Linked DNA regions of Arachis hypogaea: region 2 is linked to region 1. Evidence: chromatin contacts called from public Hi-C data. All regions are on one chromosome and are shown on one strand. The core of a region is the stretch at or near the end of the contact, and the rest is flanking DNA. Distances in the headings are between cores, read along the strand shown.

Region 1 (4,031 bases), core at 671-3,170:
CATTTTGAGGTTCTTTATTCACTGATTCTAAGCAAGGAACACGTATATCAATGAAATACCATAGTTATCGTCAGTTGCTGCCTGCTTATGATATCACATTAGAAATTGTTTTTATACTTGTTTTTTTCCCGTACATTGAGCCAGCATACTTTTATCTGCTACACAATATATCAAAGAAAAGTGAATCAACTGTGAGAGTGTTTGGATTACAGTTTGTAAACAGAAGTTTGTATAAAGTTAATTTTATAAAATTAATTTTGATGACAAGAAATTTTGACTTTTGAGTGCATGTAACACAAGCTCATATACTATCAACAAACTCTCCAATAGATTTGAAAGATGATCCACCATCAAGGACAGCATTCCTAGCCATATCTTTCATCTCTTGCACCTTCTTGTGCACAATACTATCTTTCTCCATCAATTTTTTCAGTCCTTCCTCTATCTCATCTGCCATTACAACATCACTTCCAGTTCTATATTCCAGTTTTAACTCCAATGCTAATCCAAACTCTTTCACCATCCTAAAAGCATTCAGTTGCTGTTCTGCATAGATAGGCCATGTCAACATTGGTACCCCAAACCACAAGCTCTCCAAAATAGAGTTCCAACCACAATGCGACACGAAGCCACAAATGGCTTTGTGTGCAAGAATCTCAATTTGTGGCGCCCATTCGCAAATGATTCCCATGCCTTCCATCCATTCTAAGAACCCTTCTGGCAAGGCACTCTCATCATCACTGGCTTTGTTTGGTGGCGAACGCATAGCCCACAAGAACCTAACTCCACTACGCTGAAGCGCCGTAGCTATTTCCCTTGTTTGGGATGGACTAAAGCTTCCCCTACTCCCAAAACACAGAAAAACAACAGAAGAAGTTTCTTGGTAATCAAGAAATCTCAATATCATATCATGTTGGGTTTGTTCTAACTTTGAATTTGGATGAGATTTTGGATTAATCAAAGGACCAATAGCATATATAGGAGGATTTTTCCCATCAGATAATGCATCAATAGCATACTTCTCTATCTCCATAAAAGTGTTAACAATGATACCTTTGGTGTCTATGAACTTCTGCGCTAGCATGTGACATGGAACGTATCCATCTTTGCTTAAAAGAGCATCAGGTAAAACCTTTAAAGGAACAAGATTTGAGATACCTGGAATCAGTATATCAGGATCAGAATCATTGAAAACATCCTCCATTCGACGATTGCGGAGGGAAAGCATGAGACTTAGAAATCCTGCATTTGATGGCATGTATAAATAAGAAGGGATGCTCAGTTCTCTTCCCACATCAATCAGGGAAGCAAACACGAAATCGACAACCAACGCAACAGCTGGTTCCGACCCAGAATTCGGATAGGATGATAAAATGCTTTGCACAGTTTCTTTGACGTGCGGCGCAAGGTTCTGCAAAAAGGTCAAGACATAGTATAGTGGAGCTTTCAGTAGCAGCTCTGGTGGAAGTGGTTCTATTTCAGGGACGTTGATAAGTTCGATTTGTGATTGTGAAGATAAATCTGATTTTATATATGAATCAGAAACGGAGGTGGTAGTGAGCTTGATGCAGAGGATTGTGATGGAAAGGTGGTTATAACGGTTGATTAGAAGTTTTGCAAATTCAAGAGCTGAAGACAAGTGACCAATTCCTGGTGAAGGAATGAAGATCAATTTTGCTTTGTTCTTCAGCTCAGTGTCATCCATGTTCTTTGTTCTTCTTAGTCTTTTAGGCTTCTGCAACCATTAAAGGGCATGAGGAATTTAAAAACAATAATTACAAAGTTTTCAACAAGAACACGGAACTAGATGAGGCTATGGATGATGCGGTGGCCTTGTTTTTCAACAATCTTCTAGATGCTGAGTGTATCAATGTAGGGTCTAATTCATAATGGAAATATAAAATTAAATTGCAGGCTGCAGGGACCCAAACATTACACTTTCAAAAATGATTTATTTATAGGTAGTTGTTTATTGTTTAAGATAGATAGATATCAATCACACGATAACCTACCAAGATTTTTTTCCTTAAGAAAATAGTGCATATCAAAAGTCTGACCCTGCTAGCAATTTGCATACTTGATAACATTCTACTATCTGTTTGTTTATTTATTTATAATATATTAAATCCTAATATATACCAAGTCAAACCAATAATAATATAGATGCGATTGGCTCTCAACAGCTCAATAATTAGTAGCACAATACAAAAGGGCACACAAATATTCAGGCATGGTTTCTTAATTCAAAAAATCTGGTTGGTACTTTAACGACTTTGCTAATCATAAATTTGTTATTGAGGTAATCCATTTTATTCACTAGGTTAGATGTGAACAGCCAAAATTATGATTCATCATTTGTTTTGTTTAGTAGGATCTTATGTCTCAGATAAGCAGAGATCTAATAACTAATTAACTATGTTGCATTTTATATCATTGTTTCTTTGATCTTTCTTTCAACTGTTTAATGTAGTTTGAATGCTTTTAAACTTGATAACACCATTCAGCAGGCGTATATATAAGGAAGTAGGTCACGAAGATGAAAACATTGTAATTTGTAATTTTCCACTAATGATAATAAGTATGACTTAGTGCTAATGCTAATAGCATCATTATCATAGAGGTTTAATCAACATTAAAATAGAGCATATGGGAATAGAAAGATCTGGCAACAGTTTAAGAAAAATTGATAGACCAACTACAATAATTTAATTTTCTAACTTATATTATATTAGTCAGAAAATTCTCTATCACACTAATTTATTCATTGATTCTAAGAAAGGAAAACTATATTCATGAAACACTACAGAATAGTTATAAATTGCTACCTACAATACCCTCAATTAGTTCTTCAACAGAATTCAAAGAAGAGCACCACTAAGGACATCTTTTCCAGCCATATCCTTCATCTATTTCACCTTCTTGTGCACCACACTATCTTTGTCCATCAACTGTTTCAGCCCTTTTTCAATTTCGTTTGCCATTACAACATCACTATCAGTTCTATAATCCAGTTTTAATTCCAATGAGGCATTCCAAATTCCTTAACCATCCAAAAAGCATTCAGTTGCTGTTCTGCATAGATAGGCCATGTCAATATTGGCATCCCAAACCACAAGCTCTCCGAAATAGAGTTCCAACCACAATGCGACACAAACACGGCACTTCCTTTGTGAGCAAGAATCTCCACTTGGGGAGCCCACTCACAGATCATTCCCCTACCTTCCATGATTCTAAGAACCCTTCTGGAAAATTACTCTTGTCGTTGACCTTGGTCGGTTGTGGAGAACGCATAGCCCACATTGGCGCAGAACGCATAGTCCACAATGCTGAAGTGCCAGTGCTATTTCTCTTGTTTGATATGGACCAAAGCTTCCTCTACTCCCAAAACACAGAAAAATAACAGAACATGGTGGCTGCTCATCAAGCCATTTCAGGATACTACCACATTGTGCTTGGTCTACATTCGAGTTAGGATGACCTTTGAGATCAATCAAAGGACCAATGGCATAGATAGGAGGGGTTTGACCTTTAGATAATGCATCAATAGAATGCTGCTCGATCTCGGAAAAAGTGTTAATGATCCCTTTGGAGCCTTTGAAACTTTGAGCAAGCTTATAACATGCAACATATCCACCATCTTTGTTTAAAAGAGCATCAGTTAAAACTGATGAAGGAACTAGTTTGGAGATACCTGGAATCAACAAATCAGGATCAGAATCGTTGAACACATCCTCGATTCAACGGGTTTGGAGGGAAATCATGAGACTGAGAAATCCTGCGTTTGTTGGCATGTACAAATAAGAAGGGATGCTAAGCTCTTTTCCTACATCAATCATGGAAGTGCATACAAAATCTACCATTAAAGCAATCACTGGTTTCGAATCAGAGTTTGGGTAGGAAGATAGAATGCTCTGCACTGTGTCTTTGACTTGTGGCACAAGGCTTTACATGAATGTCCAGACATAATATAATGGAAATTTCAGAAGTAGCTCATGTGGAGGAAGTTCTACTTCGGGGACATCAATGTGTTT
Region 2 (4,031 bases), core at 1,136-3,635, 140 kb after region 1:
AGAGAAATAATGTAATTCATCAACAAGTCATTCCAAATAATGGAATTCAATTCTATCTCATTAAATGAGTTAGTTGTTCCAAACTATAAAATTGAATTCCATTTCTTTAGGAATTCATTTCTTGATGGAATTGAATTCTAATTTCATCATTTAAAGGTGTCCAAACAGACTGTTAGATTTATTATTGTTGCTATAATAAACCGATTTTATTCTAATTTATTAAAAAATAAATTATTAATCGATTTAATAAAAATGTCTAATAATATTATGACACATATAAACGTCTTTAAAAAAATATTTTTAATGTCTTTATCGGTCTACTACAATAATTTGACTTCCTACTTAAATTCCAAGCACTTAAAAAAATAAACAAAGGCTACTCCTGCTTTACAATAGTTATACGACAGAGGCACAAACTCTCAATTTATCATGATAATTAATCAAATAAAAAGAAAACAAGATTAAATCTCTCATGTTTCTTTTGGTGAAATCTCTGATATCCTGATATAGGACAATAATTAACACAACATATATAGAAATATAAACAAACACCAGTTCCCCCCACTTTAGCTGAGCAACTATATACTATAATCAAATTTTCCACTCACCCAATCCAACAGACCCAACCCCCAAACAAAATGCAAATAGTAAGTAAAATGTAGTAAACCAACATATACAGTTTTTCATCCATAATTAAAATATAAATATAAATTCACCCTTCTGAATGACGAAAACATCCCTCACCAAGTCACCATGTATGTGCTTACGTGGCACCAACCCCTAACATCACAGATTCACAGCCTCAATCTTCCTTGGTTCCAGGAACACCCTGAGCCCATTCTTCATGAACAAAGTGAGTGACATCTTCTGCTCCACACGGTGACCGGGAACCGGCAACAGCCGGTACCTCAAAAGCACAGCCGCAGCCACCGATTTCATCTGAAGGTAAGCCAGGTCCTTCCCCAAACAAGTTCTCGGTCCAGCGTTAAAAGCCACGAACTTAAACCCATCCTTTGGCGGTTCGAACCGGTCTTCACGAATCGAAAGCCACCGCTCCGGTCTAAACTCCAAACAATCTTTTCCCCAAACACACTCAACCCTCCCCGCCGAGTATATCGAATACGTCACCGTCGAACCCGCCGGAACCACCGTGCCATCTGGCAACACATCGTCGGCGACGGCCTGCTTGAAATCCTGAGGCACCGACGGGTACAACCGCAGCGTCTCCGCCAGCGCTGCCTTCAGGTAAACCATCTTGTCCGCCTCGTCGAAGTCCAGTGGTTCCTCCACCCACCGCCGTCGGTCTCCGCCGCGGCTCCGGTTGAGTATCGCCGTGATCTCCGCCACGATCCTCGCCTCCACATTGGGGTGGTTCATTACGAGCCAGAAGAACCAGCTGAGCGCCACGGATGACGTGTCCCTTCCCGCCAAAACGAAATTCAGAACGATCCGTTGCAAGATAGTTGGGCTTAACGGTTTTCCGTTAGCGTCACGCTTCTTCATGAAACGGGAGAGCAAGTCGTCCGAAGGGGATTCCTTGCGGTCCAAAATGGCGTCGTTCATGTAAGTTTCAACTATCTCGAGACTCTCCTTTAACCGTTTTTCTTGTCCGATGCACAGAAGCTTCTGGAACCTCCAAACGATACCTGGATACAAGGATCTGTGCATTGTAGCTTCCGTTGCGGTGTCGAACGCCACGGCAAAAGGGTTTTCTGGTAAATGTGGTGAGAGGGTTTCGGGGTCCTTCCCGAAAGTAAGGCCGCAAATGTTGTCAAATGTAAGGCGAAGGAGAAGGTCCTGAAGATCTACATGAACCTTCTCCTTTGCCGCTTTGTCTAGGATGCACCATAGACGATTCTTGATGGTGCGGTTCACCCACCGTGCCATCGCTTGCCTTAGGGTTCGTGTTGTGAACTCTAAGGCAGCTGTTTTCCGCTGCATGAGCCACGTGTCACCGTCGCTGTTGAAAATCCCTTGTCCTAAGAGGTCGTGGAATGCCGTTTGCCATTTAGGGCCCTTAGGGTAGTTGTCGAACCGGGTTCGGAGTATGTGCTCAAGGTTTTTCGGGTGGCAGGTGACCGTGTAGAACCCTTGCTTGCGCGCCAAGAAAGGAAATGGTATGATACATGTTTGGTACGTGGCTCCAGCGGTGGCGCGGAGGTTGTCGGCTATCCAGTCGTGGACACGGTTCCGGTTCTTGAAGAGGACCGGGAGGCTCCCCACGAATGGCCAGGCCTTCGGGCCGGTTAAGGTCTGGGAAAGGAGTTTGAACCAAAGGAAGTAAGCTGATAGTGCTGCTGCTAGGGTGAGGAGGAGTGGGAGGGTTTCCATTTGCATGATATGATGCAGTAATGAAAGGACACTAATTAAGTTGGACTTTGCATGAAGAACACTCTTTGTTTATATATTTTTGGGAGTGTGACATATGAGAAGGTTTAGGAAGAGTTGTTAGGAATCTTTGTTTCTTTCTTTCTTGTCTAGTAGAGTGGTCAATATTAGGTGGATCATTCGGATATTGATCAATAGTGACGGTACTTGTAGTATTGCTACTAGATGAAGAGTTTCTTGCACGCAAATAAGTTTATATATATTCTTATGATTTAATTTAAATAGGATGGTAAATATATATTTTTGTATTATCATTTAAATATTTAATTATGTAATTAAGTCACATAATTTTTAGTTAATATTAGTTCATTTTTTTTGTAAAATATTTTTTAAATTTTATTTTAATTTTTAAAAAATTTAAGATTTAAAATTAGAATTTAGGCTTAAAAAATATTAAGAGGCCATATTTTTAATTAATATTAGTTAACTAATTTCTTTGTTTGTATAATATTAAAATTTAAAATTTAGAGTTTATGATTAAAAAATTAGTACTTATTTGAGTTTAGAGTATTAAAATTTAGAGTATTGATAAAATATTGGCCAAAATTGATTATTTTTTTGGTTGGGAGTCACTCAGATAAATACGTTTAAAATACTCAGATAAAGACGTTTAAAATATCTTTTTTTAAAGAGATTTTTTAGTAATTAAAATTTAACACATATATAGTGCTTGTTTGGGCACCATTAAATCGATAAAAAATATCTTTTTCAATAAAAAATATTTTTTTTAATGTGTTTAGCAAATTTCTAATAGTAAAAGTATTAGAAAAATAAATAAAAAAGATCTTTTTTAAGAAGTTACAATTTATATCTTTTTTAAAAGATCTATTTTCCTTAAAAAAAATATTTTTCACATAATAAATGAATAAAAAATTACTTTTATCTTATTTTACCCAAACATAATTGATAGATAAAAAGATTTTTTTATATGAGATATTTAAACATAAAATCACTTTTACTTTTGTAAAAGATCTTTTAAAAAATCATTAAAAAAAATCTTTTTTAAAAATAGTATCCAAACAAGCCCATAATCAATTAAACCGTATTATTTTTGTCAAAATTAGACAAATTAATTTGACAAAAAAATGGTGAATCGAATCTTGAACTGGTCTAAACTATAGTCATTTTCTATTAAAAAAATAATATTAATTTAGACCAGTTCAAGATTCAATTCACCATTTTTTTGTCAAATTAATTTGTCCGGCCTAATTTTAACAAAAATAACACGATTTAATCAATTATATGTGTTAAATTTAATTACTAAAAAATATATTTAAAAAAAATATTTTAAACGTCTTTATTTGAGTGGCTTCTTTTTTAATTATGTAGCATTATTTTTTAGAATTTAGAATTTAATATTTAAAATTTAAATTAAAAATTAAAAATTTAAATAATTAAATTGGTTGATATTGACAAAAAAAATTGACTCTCTCATTAAATTTTTAAGTTATTATAGTTAATTTTGTCATTTCATTACATTTTTTAATATATTTTTTTACAAAATATTATGTGTATTTTAAAATTAATTACTGTTTATTTTTATTGTTTATTTTGTATTTAATATATATTTTATATTTGTCTATATAATTGATTTTGGTGATTAAGTTTAATGTATATCTAACATAAATTTTTTTATCATAAAA

The links. Hi-C and Micro-C count contacts between places; a contact is called where the count stands out from the background.
Region 2: a Hi-C map of leaf shows a contact between it and region 1, with 4 times the contacts expected there. The contact joins the promoter of LOC112766291 here to the promoter of LOC112764382 in region 1. A contact is called at or near these places in 3 of 8 Hi-C or Micro-C datasets (leaf and an unstated tissue).

The regions. Positions count from the first base shown.
Region 1 is chr17:28,800,040-28,804,070 of arahy.Tifrunner.gnm2.J5K5, forward strand. LOC112764382 (UDP-glycosyltransferase 71K2) reads right to left here and starts at 1,921. Exons shown (of 1, transcript XM_025809938.3): 1 at 227-1,921. The coding sequence starts at 1,705. The coding sequence ends at 302. LOC112764383 (UDP-glycosyltransferase 71K1) reads right to left here. Exons shown (of 3, transcript XR_003183130.3): 3 at 2,536-3,691.
Region 2 is chr17:28,934,876-28,938,906 of arahy.Tifrunner.gnm2.J5K5, forward strand. LOC112766291 (cytochrome P450 86A1) reads right to left here and starts at 2,386. Exons shown (of 1, transcript XM_025812200.3): 1 at 476-2,386. The coding sequence starts at 2,337. The coding sequence ends at 787.